2 separate regions of the Mus musculus genome follow, and region 1 is linked to region 2. The links are chromatin contacts, called in public Hi-C maps. All regions are on one chromosome and are shown on one strand. The core of a region is the stretch at or near the end of the contact, and the rest is flanking DNA. Distances in the headings are between cores, read along the strand shown. Region 1 overlaps Dock7 (dedicator of cytokinesis 7). Region 2 has its middle 23 kb from the start of Usp1.

What was found. Hi-C and Micro-C count contacts between places; a contact is called where the count stands out from the background.
Region 1: a contact with region 2 is called in a Hi-C map of uterus, with 2.2 times the contacts expected there. The contact joins two enhancer-like sites. A contact is called at or near these places in 6 of 484 Hi-C or Micro-C datasets (CD4 T cells, the MNK3 cell line, effector CD8 T cells and 2 more) and 3 of 9 other capture datasets (adipose tissue, liver and pancreatic islet).

The regions. Positions count from the first base shown.
Region 1 is chr4:98,962,776-98,967,041 of GRCm38.p6, forward strand. Dock7 (dedicator of cytokinesis 7) reads right to left here. Exons shown (of 50, transcript NM_001369286.1): 37 at 3,517-3,669. Among named protein-coding and RNA genes, the nearest start is that of Usp1, 41 kb to the left of the region's middle. Within about 2 kb of position 2,851, at least 5 of the 459 cell types and tissues checked have an H3K27ac peak or open chromatin away from gene starts, as enhancers often do. A contact at or near this core is called in uterus, where this site is marked.
Region 2 is chr4:98,898,597-98,902,229 of GRCm38.p6, forward strand. No RefSeq gene overlaps it. Among named protein-coding and RNA genes, the nearest start is that of Usp1, 23 kb to the right of the region's middle. Within about 2 kb of position 2,120, at least 9 of the 459 cell types and tissues checked have an H3K27ac peak or open chromatin away from gene starts, as enhancers often do. A contact at or near this core is called in uterus, where this site is marked.

The DNA.
Region 1 (4,266 bases), core at 1,601-4,100, 65 kb after region 2:
ACCAATTCCAATTTCCTAGTCTTATCCCAGGTTTGTAGCAGACCAAATGCTGTGTGTGGTCTCCCCTTCTTGTCTGGCCTCACTCCCAAGGAACTAAGCAGATTTTCTCCTATAGCCTTCCTTCTCTCCTATCTCTTTGTCTCAATCACCAATAACCAGAGACACTCTCTCCCTAGAAATCCACTGATGGCCAGAAAATCAGATCCTCCAGAGAGCCAAATCTTTGAGGCAGGCCTCAGTGGCCTTCCCCATTCCTGTGTGTAGCTCTAGATACCTAGAAACAAGTCTACTTGGGACTTGCAGTACCTGCACATCAGGTTCTCAGAAGTAACTCCAAGCAGGCAACTCACTGGCACTACATGCTCCTAAGACCCAGAGAGGGCAACAGAAACCAAGGAATGTAAAATCCAACAAAGACCAGATAATAAGACCCAGAATTACAATCATCTCAAACCCAGATGCCAACATAAAAACACAACCAATAACAGCCAGAAAGATGCAGGACAATATTAGAGTCCAGAAATCCTACCTCAACAGGCCTCAAGTATTCCAATACAGCTGAAGATGAGACAAAGACTTCAAAAGAGCTATTATGAATGTAATCAAGGACCTGAAAGAGGATATGAATCTACTAGTAAAATCTATGAAAACACAAACAGTGAAATAAAATGAAGAAAAGAGTTCAGAACATGAGAGTAGAAATGGAATCCCTAAAAACTAAACAGGTAAAATTAGAAATGAAAAATTTAGGAACTCAAATAGGAAACTTAGAGGCAAGCCATATCAACAGAATCCAGGACAAGATAGAGGAAATAGACACTTTAGTCAAACAAAGTATTAAAACCAACCAACCACCAAATCATACCAAACCAAGCCAGGCATGGTGGCACACACCTTTAATCCCAGTACTTGGGAGGCAGAGGCAGGCGGATTTCTGAGTTCGAGGCCAGTCTGGTCTACAAAGTGAGTTCCAGGACAGCTAGAGCTACACAGAGAAACCCTGTCTCGAAAAACAAAACAAAATACAAAAAATAAACAAGCAAAAAAACCCAAACCAAACCTTTTGGCACAAAGCATCCAGAAAATCTTGGACACTATGAAGAGACTAATAGGAACAGAGAAAGAAGAAGCCACCTATGTCAAAGGCACAGAAAACGTGGTCTACAAGTTCATAGAAGAAAATTTCCCTCACCAAAAGAAGGAAATATCTATTAAAGTACAAGAAGCAAACAGAACACCAAATACATTGGACCACAAATGAAATTCCCCATGATGTGTTATAATAAAAACACTAAACGTACAGAACAAAGAAAGAATATTAAAAGCTACAAGGGAAACTGACCAACTAACATATACAGGCAGACCTATTAAAATAATGCCTGTTTTTTCAATGGAACCTTCTAAAAGGCAGAAGGGTCTGGACAGATGTTCTGTAAAGTCTCAGAGACACCAGAAGCCAGGCCAGTTTATTATACCCAGTAAAACCTTCAGTCACAATAGATGGAGAAAGAAAGACAATCAACAATGAAACCAAAGTTAAGCAGTATCTCTCTATTCCAGCTAGAAGGGGACACGAGAAACTTCAACATGAAAGTCTTAACGACCCAAGAAAACACAAGGGATAAATAAGCTCAGAACTACAAATAAATACAGGGGGAAAAACTCACACCACCACAACAAAATGACAGGAATTAGTAAACACTGTACGTTAATAACTCCCAATATCAATGGCTTCAATGATTCAATAAAGAGACACTGATTAACAGATCACACTATAAAACAGGATATATTCTTTTGATGCATCCAAGAAACATAACCATTTTTAAATTAATGATTTATTTGTTTATGTATGTGGGTATTTTGTCTGCATGTATCCCTGTACACCAGAAGAGAGCATCAAATCCCATGGGACTACATTTGTAAGTGTCTATGGGCCATCATGTGGATGCTGGGAAGTGAACTCAAGAACTCTGGAAGATCAGCCAGTGCTCTTAATAGCTAAGCCATTTCTCCAACCTCAAGAAATATATTTTAATATCAAAGGATAAACATAATCTCAGGATAAAAGAACAGAAGATATTTCAAGCAAATGAACCCAAGAAACAAGCCAGGGTAGCCATTTTAATATCAGACAAAATAACCTTTAGACTAAAATTAATCTGAACAGATGGGGAATGATACCACATATTCACTAAATGAAAAATACATCAAGAAAATATTGCAATTCTAAATAATTATGCACCAAGCACAAGGGCAGAGGACCCTAGACTACAGAAACACACACACACACACACACACACACACACACACACACACACACACAGAGAGAGAGAGAGAGAGAGAGAGAGAGAGAGAGAAGGAAGAGCAGCGGCCTGCATCCATCCGTCTACTTCCTGACTGGGGATGTGAGCGGCCAGTGCTTCCAGCCCTTGCAGCCTTGATTGCCTGCCATGATAAAATGCACCTTGAGCTAGGAGTGAAAACAAACCTGCTCTCCCTTCAGATGCTTCTGTCATGGTCTTTATCCAACAAGAGGAAAAGAAACTAAAACACCAATGCTCCCTATTTTGTCAAAAATCTCTTCACACTTGACAGGGACTAAATAGCTTCAGGGATGCCTTTCCTTCAACTAATATATCTCCTGTTTGTCTTCAGAACATAGTCCTCTGTAGAGCTCAAAAGCACTGTGTTCCAGTTCCATCTGAGGTTGCAAGATGACCTGATGTCAGTATATCCAATGCACCTCGTTTCCTGTTGACTTCCTTGGGCCTGCCCATGCTCACCCTGCTCTTCATAGGATGAGCCTACTCCAGTCCTTGCTGCCTTTAAACTGTCAGTTTCTCATTCCTAAAACCAGTACTTTCGTCAACAGCCATCCCATTTCTGCTCTGAGTCACTGCAATAACTTCCTGGTTAATCACCTGACTGTTTTTTAGGCCTGCACTCCATCTTCTGTGTAAAATACTAAATGCCTATTAATCATTCCTTTATAATTTGCCAGTGTCTCCCACAGTGTGAACAATAAAATTCAAGTAGTCAAGAGAGTAATATATTACACTCTGTAGTGGGGTCATAGTGAAGAACAACTTAGCATCACTGCCAGTTTGAAATTACTTCCTTCTACTCAGAGATGCTAATCTATAAATGCTAATGTATAAATTGTCTTTCTTTTTTTTTCCTAAACAGGAAAAAAAAAATCCCAGAACAACAGAAAATGCTAACAAGAACAACTTTCAAGAAATTCCATGGGTAGTCAAATATTAGGGACTTTAAAAAACTAGATGAAATTCATAATGCAACTAGAATCTCTTGGTTATAAGAACCTGGCACCCAACAGAAATAGAGCAGTATGAGTCTGTATCCCCCAACCTGCACCACACATATGCATGCCCCATGCATATACACACTTTCATAGACACCCATAGGATGGGAATAAAGACATCTAAGTTCTTAATACCTGTCTATTGAAGCTGTATTTCATTATGAACCCTGACCACTTTCATGGCAGACACTTACATTCCCGATCTCAAAGTTCTGCCTCATGAGGAGGTAAAGGGAGGCACTAGCGTGCGACCGGATTGTACTGATGCTGCTACTGCAATGACGGAGAAGCCGGAGGCACAGATCCGCACACTGCTCTGTCTCTTCCTCAAACAAGAGCTCAGGAAACTGTAAAAACCAGAAAGATGTATGTTAATATAGCTGACTTAGAAATCTGATAGGTTAGCCCAGAAATGAAACCGAGTGGTTGAGAGACAACATTAGTTAAGGTCAACAGTACTGAACACAGCCAGACAGGTGGGCTGAAATACTGGCCATGTCACTTCTTAGGCGGCAGTGTGACCCTGGGCAAGTTTCATGTTTTTGTGTGGTAGGCCCAATAACAAACATTACATACATGAACTGTTGTGGCTTCAGTCGTGTATTATGAAGAACAGTATGGACATGCAAGAGCACAACATAAACACACAAAACCAAACACACATGTTTCAGGGGTAGGGGTGGGGTGGGGAGAGGACGACAAACAGGAAACAACTGGTATAGCAAAGCACACAACAGTTTCACACAGCAAGGGTGGAACTGCCCATACATTTAATTTTTAATAAATGAGTTGAAGAGAAAGCTACATGGTGGGAGCTAGAACTCAAAGAGTGCTTGCATCCCGTGTCCAAGGACCTAGGCTCAATCTCCAGTATCACAAAACCCAGTAGAACAAGGAAAGAGGTGGACAGCCTGCATTCAGCTACTGAGTTCAGGTTCTTCTCA
Region 2 (3,633 bases), core at 870-3,369:
AATGCTGGCAAGGATGTGGACAAAAGCGAAGTCATAGATGACACTAGGGGGAATATAAATTCTTCTAGGCACTACGGAAATCAGTATGGAGGATTCTCAAAAGCTAAAATCAGCTCTACCATATGAACCAGCTATACCACTCCTTTGTTTACCCAAAGGACTTCAGACCAACATATCACAGAGACAATTCCATATCAATGTTTATTGAGGAGCAATTCATAATAGATAATTTATGGAACCAATCTAGCAGTTCTATAATAGGGGAGTGGGTAGTAGGTATATACGCATAATAGATTTTTTTTAGCTACAAAGAGAAATGAAATCATGTTGTTTGCAGAATAATTGATGCAACTGGAGATACTCCTTCTTAGATTTTTGTATAGATACATGAAATCACCTATGACTGGGCAAAATGGAACAAAAGATCGGGGAGTGCGTGGGGGAGAGGAATAAGCCCAACATACAAAGCATATTTAGATGAAACTCTCCATATGTGACATAGTTCCATTTATAATGAATGTAAACAATGAAAATTTATGAACACACATCAGCAACAGTAACAACAGAGAAGAGACCTTGATATTTATACACAAAGAACTCAACAGCTCTCTGCTAGAGCTGAGTACAGTGAGAAATGACCATGTAAAGATGCTGTAATGGACCCCATTCTCAGTGAGGCCTTCTTTTGCTGGAATATTATTTTCTTCAGAGAATAGCTTTTTTATTATTATTATTATTAATCTGACGACCTCCAGATTTGCAACAGTGAGTCCAGAAAGCAGTGGCCCACCAAAGCTGAAAATGTAGTCAAAGGAAGGATAGACAAGAAAGGCTCACAAGGAGATTGAACTGGCTATTTAAATGGAGACAGAGTCTTCAAGGGTAACTGAGGAGAGAGAACTGGAAGAAAAGAAGCCAAGAAACAATTCTGAGCAAAGGCGTCTATACAGAGAGACCCTGAGGATTTGAGAAATTAGCATAACCCAAATAATTTGGTCTGTTTGAAGAGTAGCCCTGGAAGAGAGATATAATTTTTATTGACGCCAACCTGAGAGAATATAAACTCACCTGGGAGAATGGTTTCTGGGCGTGCCTATGGAGATTTTCTTGGAAGACCACTCTGGGTGGAAACATTCTCTGAGCTGTATTAATTAATTAATTAATTAATTAATTAATTAATTTGGTTTTACTGAGACAGGGTTTCTCTGTGTAGCCCTGGCTGTCCTGGAACTCACTCTGTAGACCAGGCTGGCCTTGAACTCAGAAATCCACCTGCCTCTGCCTCCCAAGTGCTGGGATTAAAGGTGTGTGCCACCACGCCCAGCTGAGTTGTATATAAAAAGGAGAAAATAAACCAAAGGTCAGCTTAAATTGTCCCTCTCTGTTTCCCAAATACGGATGCAATGTGACCAACTGCTTCAAGCTCCCGCTTCCTTGACTCCCCTGCCATGCAGGATGTACTTGCACCATGAGCTAAAAAAAATACCTTTTCTCCTTCACTTTGCTTTAGTCCATATTTTGTAATAGCCACAGACAAAGAAACGAAGACAGGGGGAGTGTAGTTCACTGGACCGAGTACATGGGACTAAGCCTGGGACTTGAGCCCGTGGCCATACAGAGGGGGGGGGACAGGACAGGGTACAAATGTGCGTTTGGAAAGACGACTCCTGTGGCAGTGGAGAGGAAGGATCAGAGTGGGAATACTGAGATGGGGAAAGTCAAGTGAAGACTAGGCAAATGCTGGGAAGACAGGACCCAAAGACTTCTGTGATGCCTGCTTTGTGATGTAGACGTTATCTTGCTAGATATCAAGAATGACTGAACAAAGCCATCCCTGCAAAGGTACAGGACAAGGAAAGGCTTTGGCCTTGGCTTAGGAGAATTTAGGATATTTAAAAATATGATAGTTTTATTGATTATTTGAGAATTTAAAACATATATGCAATGTATTTTAATCACACACACCCACTTCTCCCCTAACTCCTTGCAGATGCTCTGTGTCTTTTTTAAAAGAATAACCTACTGAATGCAATTCATGCTGCCCCGACATTTCATGAGTATGGAGCCACCCGTGGGGTGTGGTTACTCAACCAGGAATGCACACGGTTACCACAGTGCATAGACATCCACCCGTTATGAATAAGCTTTGAAAATGTCTGAAACTCCTTTTGCTTTATCATATTTTCTCCCTTCTGTGGTATCCTAGTTTTGCAAGCAAACTGGAGCTAAGTTTGTGATGCCTAAACGTTTCGGTATGTTTGTTTAAAATGACCCATGAAAGATCGTAATCACTCTCTAGGAGGGAGGAGTGCTTAGAGACAGTGCTCTGTGCTCCTTCCTGTCCAGTGATCTCAAACTCACATAGAAGACTAAAATACTAAAGTGTCAAATCTGAACCAAGGCTATGATTTTTTATTATGGCCTGGGTCTGCTTTACCTCTATGAGAGCATTTTGACTATGCAGATGTATTATTTCTCAACACTTTATGGTCTCTCTCTTGCAATTGTTAAAATGCTGACCAGAAATAAAACACCACCCAGAAGATTTTAGTACTTTGTGTGAAGCCTGGCTTATTTCAACAGTTTATGGTTCCCTGACATGGAGTTATTTTGTTTAAAAGATGCAAAGCTAGAAAGAACACCAATGCTGTTGACCAAACCCCAAGGTCCTTTGCATCACTCCTGGTGACTTCCATGAAGAACAGCCTTCTGTGTCCTCTGCTTATAGATCTGCCAGGTCGATTTGTAAGTGAGAAAGGCTTAAGAAATGACATTTAAAGTTAGAGGGGAATGCAATAAGAGTGGCTCCATTAGTAATAAGGTGGCTGGGACCCTCCGCTCTATCCAAACAGAAATAGTATGTAGGCCAAAATTTCTTTTAACAAAGATCTTGTAAAGTGCTCAGTTTGGTCTCTGTTGGGCCCTGTCTTAGGGTTTCTATTGATGTCATGTCCACAGTAACTCTTTAAAACAAACTAACAAACAAACAAACAACTTTTTATTGATTCTTTGTAAATTTCCCATCATGCACTCCAACTTCACTCCCCAACCCTTCTTATCTGCCTTTCACCCTTGTAACTTCCCTCCCAAAAGAAAAGAAAAAGTTAAGAGAAGTAAAACAAAAACAAAATAATCTCACTGTGGAAGCTGAGGTGTGTCATGGTGTGTCACACAGTATACCCTTTTGCTCAAATAGATTTACTTGCAAATGCTCATTGGTCTGGTTGGAGGCCTCTGGTTTCAGCTACACTATCAGTACTGGACAATCATGGAGTCTCCTCTTGGATGTCCTGTTGTTGCCTTGTGTCATGAAGATACTGCAGTGTTGGTTCTGTAGGACTGGTACCTCTACACACTCTAGAGGTCCACAGATGGGGTAAATGTTGGGATGGGCCAGCTCAAAGCCCTGGATCTGGCCCTGCATGGTAGCTAAGTTGCTCAGCCTACCAGCTCTCCTGTGCCTGCCACTGTGGTGCCAGGGACAGCTCTTCAGCTTTGCCCAGTTGAGGGGAGGGGCCAGCTCTCCCACACCCACACCACCAGAGCCAGGACTCCAGCACTCCCTCAGCAAGGGACAGGCAGATCCTGTTCACCCAAGTGCCACAGCCACAACTGGCAAGGGACAGAGCCATC